Regions from separate parts of the Gossypium arboreum genome. Here region 2 is linked to region 1. Evidence: chromatin contacts called from public Hi-C data. All regions are on one chromosome and are shown on one strand. The core of a region is the stretch at or near the end of the contact, and the rest is flanking DNA. Distances in the headings are between cores, read along the strand shown.

Region 1 (5,805 bases), core at 3,156-5,655:
AAGAAAAAATATCCATCCATACAAAACCCCCAAGTTCTTATTGCAAAACACGGCTGATCACTAAGGACTTCAACACATACCAATCTACGCCTCCGCTTAATTTGATTCACTGCGTCTAGAAGCCCGATTACTATTATCATCATCATTGTAAATCGGGCTCCGATCCTCCCTTGGGACTGGGCTCGGGCTACAACTCTGGCCGTTTTCTTTTGTAGAACTCCTATAAGCCCTGTCCTCAGCATCAGCTTCATGATCTGGGCTTTGGCTCCTTTCCCTGGGGCTGTACTCGGAGCCATTGGTGTGCCTCCGATCTCTCGGGGAAGGACTACCTCCCTCTTGTGGGCTTCTTTCGTCGAGAGTTGGACTATGCTTCCGGCCTCTGGGTGGCAAAGGAGAACTCCTGTGGGACTTAGGACTCCTCGATCTTCTATCATCGCGCTCGAAACCTCGTTCTCTCTTCACAGGTGTTCTCGATCTACTGCAGAAAGTCAAGATTCAGCACAACAATCAGTTTTAACAAAACCAAAACAATTCTGCCAATTAAATCTTCCTTGACTCTTATTACTTGCATAAGAACTTTAATCAGACATGACAATCCATACATTCATTCCATTTTAATATATTTTGGTCATGTCTAATCACGTTGAAAGTATTTTATATAAAAAGATTTACTAAAGTTAATATTCGTATTATATAAATTAAGACACTAATGTTATATTCATATTATATTTTTTTCGTGTTGTGCTTCATTTTTTACCCATGTCATATTTATGTAGTGTAAATGTGTAATATTGTTCCAATTTTAATGCAAAACAAAAATAGCAAATTCCAAAGTGCATTTTAGTCGAAGGCAATTCATATTTTAAAAGAGGAACAGTAAATACAAACCTGTTGCTACGTCCCCTACTGTAACTGCGGCTTCTGCTTCTTCCACGGCAAGGACTAGGTGAGCGTGAGTAACTGCGAGGTCGACGGCTGCACCAGTATAGTTGTTTCTCAAGTAAACAAAAAAAGTAGCTTAAATATGATAACTGGTTAGAATAAGAACAGAACAGATGAGAAGGAAGAAAGGTGAGGACCTCAGTTTCTTTGGACTGTTTTGACAATTTCTTTCGATATGGCCTCGATCACCACAGCGATAACACTTATTCTTCCAATCCCCAGCTTTGCAATCACGAGCCCAGTGACCGTCAATTCCACAGTTGAAGCAGCGCCCTGCTCCAGGAGCAGGACTTCTTCCAGGGTAATCACGAGACCCACCAAAGCCACGAAGCACCTAAATTGTAATTCAAATCAGATTGGATGGTAAAATAATATTTGATTAAAAGACTCTACAAAATCCAGGACAAGAATGAGAACAAATAATGCAAAGCAACAAAATAAAATAATGCAGTTCTGGCATCACCTTCAAATGACACTCGGAAACCAGTTTCTCTCATATGTTGATTCTAATGTAGAAAGCAAGAAGCAAATAATATCCCAAAGGGTATTTATGTAAATATCTTTCTTCTAGACCAGAGGTAATATATATTAAATTAGTCAACGGCCAACATCAATCACCTTTGACCTTTTCAATATCATTTAGGTATTAACATAAAAAAAAAAAAAAAAGGTAGCAAAATCTCTGTTATGTGAAAAGCAATCAGAAAACTCACCCCCTTGGCAAATTCAACAACTATACGGCTTCCATCAAGGTCTCTACCATTCAATGAATATCTTGCATCATCAGCATCTCTAGGGTCACTGAATTCCTGTTATCAATGAGCAAGACAACATAGACACACTGATGCACAAACAATGAAGAAAAAGATCCAAGTAAAACCATCATATTTACAACATATGTTAAAGAAATTTATGGATAAGGAAGACAAGCAGTTTCGGTTTAAATTGAGTAAAGAATACATACAACGAATGCATAGTCGCGCTTCATATCCACATCACGTATTCTGCGTAAAGGGGTGCCAGAAACAGAAAGGCCATCAAGACACAATTATCGAAGGGTTGAGAGTTCGCCCCTCAGAGTTGAATCAAAAACACCACTTTTGATATTGTTCCATTTCGATAAAAACAGGCAATAACACTAGAAAGACTGGCCAAATCCACCATGGACCCTCTCACCATAGACCTCCATGTTAGGCAAAAGCCAAGAGACCTTCAACAAGATCATTGAAGTTAAACCACACACACAGACATGTGGAGGGTGCAATATTCTCACTCATGTTTTATATGGAATACCAGACGTCCAGCACTACAACAAGAGCTCATGAAGGACTCTAGTATCTCCTACTTCATTGTCACTACGTCCTGAACTTATCCTAATGACCAACAAATACGAAAGAATAAAAAGATCATGAACACCCAAATTGATAAAAATGGAACACTAGAAAAAACCAAGAACACCTAAATGGAGAAAAAAGAACGAAACACTTGAAATATGCAATAAAATTTAACTAACCTAAACCACTACTAGATGCAATGATTACGAATTTTACGAATTTCTTAAACATAATAAAAGAATAGATTACCTCCCATATCTGCTAAACATGTCCTCAAGATCACGTGACCTTGTCCTCGAAGACAAGTGACCAACATAAAGGCGTGTACCACTACCGCGGCGGTCATCATACCTAGGCATTTCTCTTTCCCTGCAACAAGCATTTCAATAAGAACCAAAAAGACAATGGCATGGTTCTAGTCTATCTTTTGCTATTCCCATATAGAATATATAGAAAGTTCAAATTTTTATAATGATCTAGAAAGAAAAGAACTGAAAAAATGGAGATTAATGATGATATTTTAAAATCTTCAATGCCAGAGAATCTAATATGGTTGTAAGACCTTGTGTTTTTAATGCAGTGATTATACACATTGCAAAACAAGAAAAAGAAATGCTAATTTTTCCCCAAAATCCTTAATTTGAACATGAAAAAGAACACCTTTGAGTATAATTTAAAATTTAAGATTTCACCCTGTGTTTGGATAAATATTATTGAAGGAAAGGAAAGTAAAGAAAAGAATGGAATGGAATGGAAGGTTAAAGAAAGGAAATGATATATTTATTTTTTGTTTGGATTCTTAAAATTAATAAAGGAAAGGAAAGTGATTTTAATATTTCTTGTTTGGGTAAACTATGGAAAGGAAAGGAAAGGAAATTATTTATTTTGAATGAAATTTCCAATTCTATCCCCTGCATACATAACAATACTAAAATTAAATTAAAATTATAAAACACTAATATTCTTCATAGAAAAATAATTAAAGTGTTACCCAATAATACAAATGAAGTTGCTACCAATTCAGAAAAGAGAAGCTAATAATCTAACAAAATGTAAAACATTAGTTATCATAATTACATGAGTTGATTATTTTGACAAAGCCCCAAATGTTTGGTTGGCGGCTAATATTCAAGTTTACAAGGATAATAATGAATAATGAAATGCTTTGATCTCTGCTAAAGCCTGAAGTTAATACTAGAAGGATAAGTCCGATGTTCAATGGTCTGTAGGTAGAAAGATGATCGAATAAGAAGTTTTGAGAAAAAAAGAGGTTAAAAATCAAAATTTTACCTAATATAAAAATTTAAAAATTTCCTTTCACTTTACCCCAAATTGGGTATTAAAAAATAGAGGAAAGGAAGGGAAAATGAGAGATTCTCAACTCCCTTTGCTTTCCCTCCCTTTTCTAAAATCAAATTATCCAAACAAGGGGAAGATGATTCTTATCCCTCATTTCTAACAGCCCTAAACAAGAAATATTCATGTAAAGAAGATGATTCTCACTCCTATCAGGACTTCTACACACACACACACACATATCATTTGCTTGGAATCTAATGGCATAAAAAATCAAGTACTAAAAGCGAAAACCAATCAGTACCAAAAAGGCCTCGCAAATACACATCATAAAACAGGAAAAATACTATCCCCCCACCCCCCGAAATCCTTAATTTAAACATTAAAATTGAATACCTAATTTTCAGATTTCAATTTCTAACACCCTAAAGTCCTAAACAAATAATTGTTAAATTAGCAATATAAATCATATAACCAAAAACTATAAACAAACAAATAACATGCATGCCAAAAAAAAAACATAAAGAAGCGGCAAATTCAAATTCAAATATAAAATGCTCGAGAATCTCTCAGATCTATAATAAATAATCGATAAATTGGGGACGTAAGAGTACAAGGATTCAAAGAAATATAAAAGAAAAAGAAAAGAGAACTTACAATGAAATTCAAGAGGGAGGTGAAGAAAAGAGAAGATTAAAAAAAATAACCTTGATTTTTCGAAGAGAGCTAGAGCTTAAACGCATCGGGTTTTTTTTCTATGATTACGGCCTGGGCTGGAACCTATGGATAAGGATTCAGTCAACAGTCAACACTAAAAAATGAGAGATGCTGTAATTACCAAAAGAGCCCTACTGACATTCGCGGAATTACAATAATGATCAATCAGCTTTAAAATTATAGAATGTGTGGGTGCGGTGTTTCGGGCTGTCCAAACAAATGATCCGTTGAATATTAGAAGGATAATTATTGAAGCAATACAAGACAGATAAATTAATAATTTTATTTATAATGAGGATTAGAAGTAGAATTTTATATTATTTATATTTCTTATATTTATAATTTGAGATTTACGAGAAGTATTGTGAATAGTTGATTGATGTATATTTTTCTCCTTCTTTTTACTTCCATTATTATTTATTTCATAATTTATTATTGTCGAAACCATCCTTTTTATTTAAAAATTTTTAAGTTTAAAAGAAATGGGGAATCGACTTTGATAAAAAGAAATATAGAGTTGCCACCGATCTTTTGTTTTGGTGTGATCGGATCACCTAAGGATTTGGTTATTTTAATAAAACATTTTTGGTTTACTAAAACATTGATTCTGGTCTACGAAAATATGAGAAAACGGGCTCGGGAGTCGGTTACGTATGAGGAAGGATTAGCACCCTCACTACGCCCAAAATTGGTACCAAACCGATTAAATACTGTCCTTATGTCTAAAATTAAGAATGTTTTTGAAATGTGGTTCTTTTTTAATAACATTTGAATAACCCGAGTTGGTTGCCAAAAATCTTCTTGTTTCGACGTCCGAAAATTTTAATTTGAAAATCACAAAATGATGCTCAACTATTTAGTTTAACGGAAAACCGAAACCCAGCACAATAGGGCACGAATTCTCGAATTTCCAAACATTGACCATTGCCTCACCTTAGAAAACACGAGTGAAATTTCGAAGAGATATTCAATTATTTTGAACAAACGGGAGATTGCGACCCAGCACGATAGGGCACTATTCCTCGAATTGCCAATCATCGAACATTTCTTTCGTTTTAAAGAGTTTTTGGAAAAAGTGAGTGAAATTCCGAAGGGATCTTCGATTGTTTCGAACAAATGAAAAAGCGCAACCCAGCACGATAGGGCACGATTCTCAAATTGCCAAACATTGAACATCACCTTCGTTTTGAAAGATTTTTAGGAAACCTGAGTGAAATTTTGAAGGGATATTTGATTATTTTAAGCAAACGAGAAATTGCAACCCAACACGTTAGGGCACGATTCCACGAATTGCCAAATATCACACATCGCCTTCGTTTAAGGGGTTTTAAAAGACATAAGTGAAATTTTGAAGTGATATTCGATTATTTTGAGCAAATAAGAAATTGCAACCCAACACGTTAGGGCACGATTCCGCGAATTGCCAAATACCAAATCTCGTCTTCTTTTTAAAGAATTTTTGAATGATTATAAAACTAGCTTAAAACGTATTAACTCGATTTGAAATAAGACGAAA
Region 2 (5,947 bases), core at 2,746-5,245, 720 kb after region 1:
TCGCTACTCATTTGTCTCCAACATTTAGCCTTCAGTCTCATCACACATTGTAATAACAACTAGTTAGTAGTTACTAAAATAACTACTTATTATGATAATGCATACAATAATTTTACCACCTAACACACTTTCACTGCCAATAATCTTTACTGTGGAATATAAAATGATTTCATTTTTCTTGGTTATATAGAATTTTTTTCATAGAGAATCATTGTATATATTGTATATATTGCACTACCAGTCCGTTTTAAAAATGGGTCGGGCTTCGAGCAAGGATTTTTCAACCCAAGCCCATTCTGATTTTATTAACCTAAAAGTTTTACCCTTGTTCCCACTTCCCAGCAGACCCAGCCTTGATATTCCCCTTTCCCTTTCCAATCCTTATTTTCCTTTTGTTAATCCCTAATCCTTAAATTTTTCCTTATTTATTGCTTCTTTGGTGTTTCCACCATTGTTGCTTCTTTGCCTTTTGCTGTTTTTCATTTGTTTCATTGTCATTGCTGCCATTGTTGCTTTTTTACCTTCTGCTTAGTTTTTGCTTCTTCACTAGTCGTTAGTCACCGCTGCTAATTTTCATTTCTCTACCTTCTGCAAATTCTGAACCTTAGTTCCCCTACTCACCCATTTACTCATTCGCAAAGACAACACCCCCACCACGCTCAGAGACCTCCAGCGTCGCTGCTCATTTGTCTCTGACATTTAGCCTTCAATCTCATCGCACATTGAAATAACAACTAGTTAGTAATTACTAAAAAAACTACTTATTATGATAATGCATACAATAATTTTACCACCTGGCACACTTTCACCAACCTTAGTTCCCCCATTCACCCAGTCACTCATTCACAAAGACAACACCCCCACCACGCTCAGAGTCCTCAAGCATCGCTACTCATTTGTCTCCAACATTCAACTTTCAGTCTCATCGCACATTGTAATAGAAACTAGTTAGTAGTTACTAAAAAAACTACTTATTATGATAATGCATACAATAATTTACTACCTGACACACTTTCACTGCCAATAATCTTTACTGTGGAATATAAAATGATCTCATTTTTCTTGGTTTTATAGAATTTTTTTCTTAGAGAATTATTGTATGTATTGCACTACCAACAATTATTCTTTACCGTAAGAACAAGAATATTGTACATAATGCAATACATAATAGAGATTTTTTTTTGTCTTTATTCAAAATTTTAGAGGCTATCCAAAGGGATGAAATATGTTTTTATCTAAATCAAGTTATCTAATTCTATTGCTTGAATCTAAATCGGGTTATCTAACTCATTAACATCTTCTTTTTATTTTCCTTTACTTAAAAAGTATGAACAAATAGAGATAAATTGAGTTGATGCTTTATTAATGGTCATTGCTTGCAAATTGATGAGTTATTATTATTTTGCTAATCACTTGATGGTGTTTATATTATTTTGTATTTAAATTTGGGATGTTAAATATGAATGGCTACGAAAATGAATGATCAAAATTCACTATCAGTTCTTGTACTTTAGCAAGGTTTCAAATCATGCTACCATAGTTAACCATATATGTATTTAAAAATTGATTCTATTTGTTTTATATTAATTGAGTTTTTACGATTTCAGGATTTCAATTTTCATGAGAATGGTTAGTTCGAACACTCCAATACATATGGAAGATGTATTTAATGAATATGAAAGTTTTTTCAAATGTCAAAAGTCTACTACTTCAAAGGTGTGGGATGAAATGACAAAGCTTGAATGTGAGAACAAAAACAAGTTGAAGGCACAATGTAATCATTGTAAGAGTATCTTTTGTTGGACAAAACATGTTAGCGAACAAAATAAATAAATAAATATTTATATATAAAATAAATATAAATAGAATAATTTATATTTAATTTATCAAATACGAAAATCAATCAAAACTGTAACAAAAATAAAAATAAAAATGAAGAATAGATATATTACTAAACGTTGAAACTTATGAAACACAATTTTCTTAAGACAGATTCGATCGCTCCCACGGTACTTGGAGAAACGTTGGTCGAATGTCTCCCAGGATACAACAATACAATGATCAAAGCAGCAGCACCTTTGCAGCGATCAACGAACAAATGATGTCTTTTTCTATCATCGAAACGTTTGAAAAATACGAAGAAGAAAAGAAGAGTTTTTTAGAGAAAAAAATTTCGGTGTAAGAGAATTTGAGAGTGTGTAAAATTCTACAGAATTCTTAGCCTTTTATAGGCATTGAGAATGTTGGAATTTTGGAAATTTCCACAAAATCTGCCATTAAGGAGCCAATAAATCAATTTGATTAAAAAATTAAATAAAATTGATTGGAATTAAAAAAATAAGATAAATGTCCTTAAGAAAAATAATTTTGTGTTGGGCTAAATATTCGTAGGCCCACTTTAGGCTAGTTCGAACATTTCGAGTCGCCCACGTCATGTGGGTGCACTCCAACCCCCACTGGTTTGGACTTGCAACCCCCTTACGTGCGAGGCAAGGTTATAAGCTTAATCATTCAATCATCCTTTAAGAGGGTTCCCATATATAAACACATCTCATACTTGATATTTAACTAATGTGAGATCAAGCCTTTACTTTTCTTCAACAAATATTTCCAAATAGCTTACTTTGAACATCAATTTCTCATTCACCACTCAACCATTTTGAGCATATGATGTATCGTTGTAAAGGTCTCATGGAGTAAAATATGAAACCATAATTTTATGATTCAACTCTCCACCTTTACCTATTAAGAATATGCCTCAAAGTTCCCATAAAATGCAATTTTTCCAACATCATTTTTTTTTCTAAATTTTTTAGCGAAACCTCTCATTTAAGACGTCATCTAAATAGTTGTTTGAAAAAAATTAATAAGGACATCATTCATTCAATACACCATAGCCACTCAACCATCTTTAGGAGGTGGTTCATCTATAAAAACCTATAAGTTTGATGCTGATGCTGATGAGTGTCATCAAGTTATTTCTACTTTTCTTGTGTGTGGCAAGCATTCATTTAGAACAGTTCAAGAACTGAGATTTAGATACATGATGAGTATTGTTAATCCTAATTTTAATACAATAAAACATTTATTATATTTATGTTAATATTTTTAAAATATAAATATTTTTTAATGAGTTACAAAACATTTATTTTAGCATTTTTAGTGCATTTAGTATATTATATATATTTTAAAAAATATTTTTAAATAAAAACTAATCTAAAATAATCAAATATGAGCAAGCCGGATCGGTTCGAGTTTACATTTTTTAAATCAAATCGGATTTGGACAAAAATGTAAGCCCATTTTCTAGACCGATTAGACTTGAATTAAAAAATTGATCTAAATACATTGTATGGATCTAGCCCAAACTTGATCCAGCCCGATGACCTAAGTTTTAACACTTTTTAGATGAATTAATGTAGTAGACTGATGTGATCATTGGGTACATGTCGATAACATCTAGAAGAAATTATAGTGATGTGTTGATTACCATATTATGTTATCTCGAATTTGACATGTTTTTAAACTATAATTTATTGATATATTATATATTTTAAATTTTTATATAAAATAATTTAAAAATTTAATATGAACATGTCAAGTCGATTCAATTTAGCATTTTAATTTAGGCTAGATTTAAATAAAATTTTAAGCTTATTTTTTAAATTAAGTTGGACAGTTACCGATCACAAAATAATAATAATAATAATAATAATAATAATGATAGACACTAATGGTGATAATATTAATGGCAAGAACATTAACAAAAACAAATTAATAAAGCAATTTCCAAGGGAAGTTAATATAACTATACATATGTTGGCTGGAATGATAAAAATTTTCCTTTATGATCCGATAATGTTTAGGAACTCCAAAAGCGATCATGGAATATTTACAGCTAGATGATCGGTTTATTTATATTTACACTGGAATAATATTGTAATTGTTTTCAATTTTTATCTACCAAAAAGAAAAATGAAGGCAATGAAGTTAAAGTAAGAAAATAATACCCACATACTGGAAACGCGTTGATTAGAAACTACAAGATTTGGGCCGCTCCTGAACCTTCTAAAATCTTGGTCTTTTCCCTTTCTATCGTTTTATTCACTTAAATGAAGATAAATTAAAGGGTAAATTTAAAAATAATTATTTTTGTTTAATTCAGATTATATTTTAGTTATTTATATTATCATAACGAGGTAAAATATAATGTGAAGTAAATAAAAATGAACAAAATCTTTCACTTCTCTGTCAAACTGAGCCTTCTGCAAAGCTAACCAAGAGAAGGAGCCTTCTCTTTTGTTTTGAAACCCTAGCCGCCGTGAGCTTTCATCGCCATCAAATCGTCGTCAAGGGTTGTCTCCAACTGTCAACCCTTTTAAGTCGCCCCTCTATTTCTCCTTTTTCAAAACCTTCGATTCGATTTGATTTTGGATTCAAGGCCCTTTCTGTTAAGTTCTTTTTCTCCAGTTCGTTTTTTTCAGGTCACCAAGTGCTCGACGATATTACTCAACGAACAAAACTAGAAGCTGATCATTTTACTCTCTTGATCGGATCACCAACTTTCTTCGGTAAGTGCCTGCTTAATTGGATATGATCTAATATATTATTAAACCAGTAAAAAACTTGAACGATTTAAAATGTGTACTTAAAGATAAATTGCATGATTTAGCTTTTATATGACTGTTTCGGATTAAAAATCGAGTTGATTCTATTAACTCAATTCAAATAATTTGAAATTCGATTTTTTTTCGAATTTTTCGAGTGGAATCGAATTCAATATTAAATTGAAATATGCAGGCAGGGGCCGAAGGGCTTGATTTGTTCTTTTTTACTCTGTCTTTAGTTAATTTGTTCTTTCTAACTTGTAGATATTTCCATGAATTAAAAAAATTATTAATTTTCTGAGCAAAAAGGCTAATAATACCAAGGCATACATCTTTGCATGGTACATTATTTTAGTTTCTGAAACATAGATTTTGTCAATAGAAACTCAGTAAACTGGTTTTCCCTATACTCAGGTGGGATGCGAAAATGCTAAAAATACACAATTAAAAGCTTGAATATTCAAGATTTTTCTCGAGATGGTTTAATCTGTCAATACTTTTGCAAATTTTGATATGTCTCTATACAAGTAAACATCAAGAGTGAGTTCCTTTTTTATTCCGTTTTTATTTGCATGCATGTGCTTGTGCTTGTGCTTGTGCTTGACCAAGTATCATTTGAAATAAAGATTGACCATTTATGAACTTTGATTTCAGTAATCTCAATAAACCATAGATTGTTTTATTCCTTTTTTATTTACATGCATGTGCTTGTGCATGATCAAGTATCATTAAAAGTCTCTATGCACGATAACTTTGATAAGTCAGATTGTTAATGAACCCTGATCTGCTGCTTTAGAATATTTCTATCTCCATAGATTATTGGGTTCTCCTTGCCTAATTTGTAATTTCCTTGCTTGATGTTGAATATTTAAGATATATGGTCTGTACTATGTAGTTTGATAAAGCTTTCTTCAATCTAAGTAAGATCTATTGCTATAATGTAGTAATTATTAGACATGAAGAATTGTGTGCTGTGATGATTTTTTTATTTTGTTACATTCCTTTATATGTAATTTTTTCATTTATCAAATGGACTTGTATCCTTTTCTTTTTTTCTAGGGGTCTGAATAATGGAGTTTTTAACAATGAATTTTTTTCTATGCAGACTTTTTTTTTTTTTGGTAAAATAAGGGTTTAATTTGTCCTTTTTGACTCTGTCTTTAGTTAATTTGTTCTTTTTAACATGTAGACAAGTGATCCAATTCCTAGTCGTCATATAATCATGTTTAAAAACTTTAAATAAAAATATTTTTTAAAAAATTACATAAAAATAAATAACATCAGTCATTGTTTTAATTTAACTCGAACAATTGTATTCAATTCAATTTGAATAACATCTC

Evidence for each region. Hi-C and Micro-C count contacts between places; a contact is called where the count stands out from the background.
Region 2: a contact with region 1 is called in a Hi-C map of leaf, with 4 times the contacts expected there. The contact joins the promoter of LOC108460770 here to the promoter of LOC108484047 in region 1. A contact is called at or near these places in 2 of 5 Hi-C or Micro-C datasets (both in leaf).

Annotation. Positions count from the first base shown.
Region 1 is chr4:35,948,041-35,953,845 of ASM2569848v2, forward strand. LOC108484047 (serine/arginine-rich splicing factor RS2Z33-like) reads right to left here and starts at 4,406. Exons shown (of 7, transcript XM_017787665.2): 1 at 4,280-4,406; 2 at 2,526-2,645; 3 at 1,907-1,946; 4 at 1,656-1,751; 5 at 1,080-1,276; 6 at 889-975; 7 at 1-478. The coding sequence starts at 2,635. The coding sequence ends at 97.
Region 2 is chr4:36,666,168-36,672,114 of ASM2569848v2, forward strand. LOC108460770 (54S ribosomal protein L17, mitochondrial-like) reads left to right here and starts at 3,996. Exons shown (of 9, transcript XM_053027136.1): 1 at 3,996-4,571; 2 at 5,022-5,147.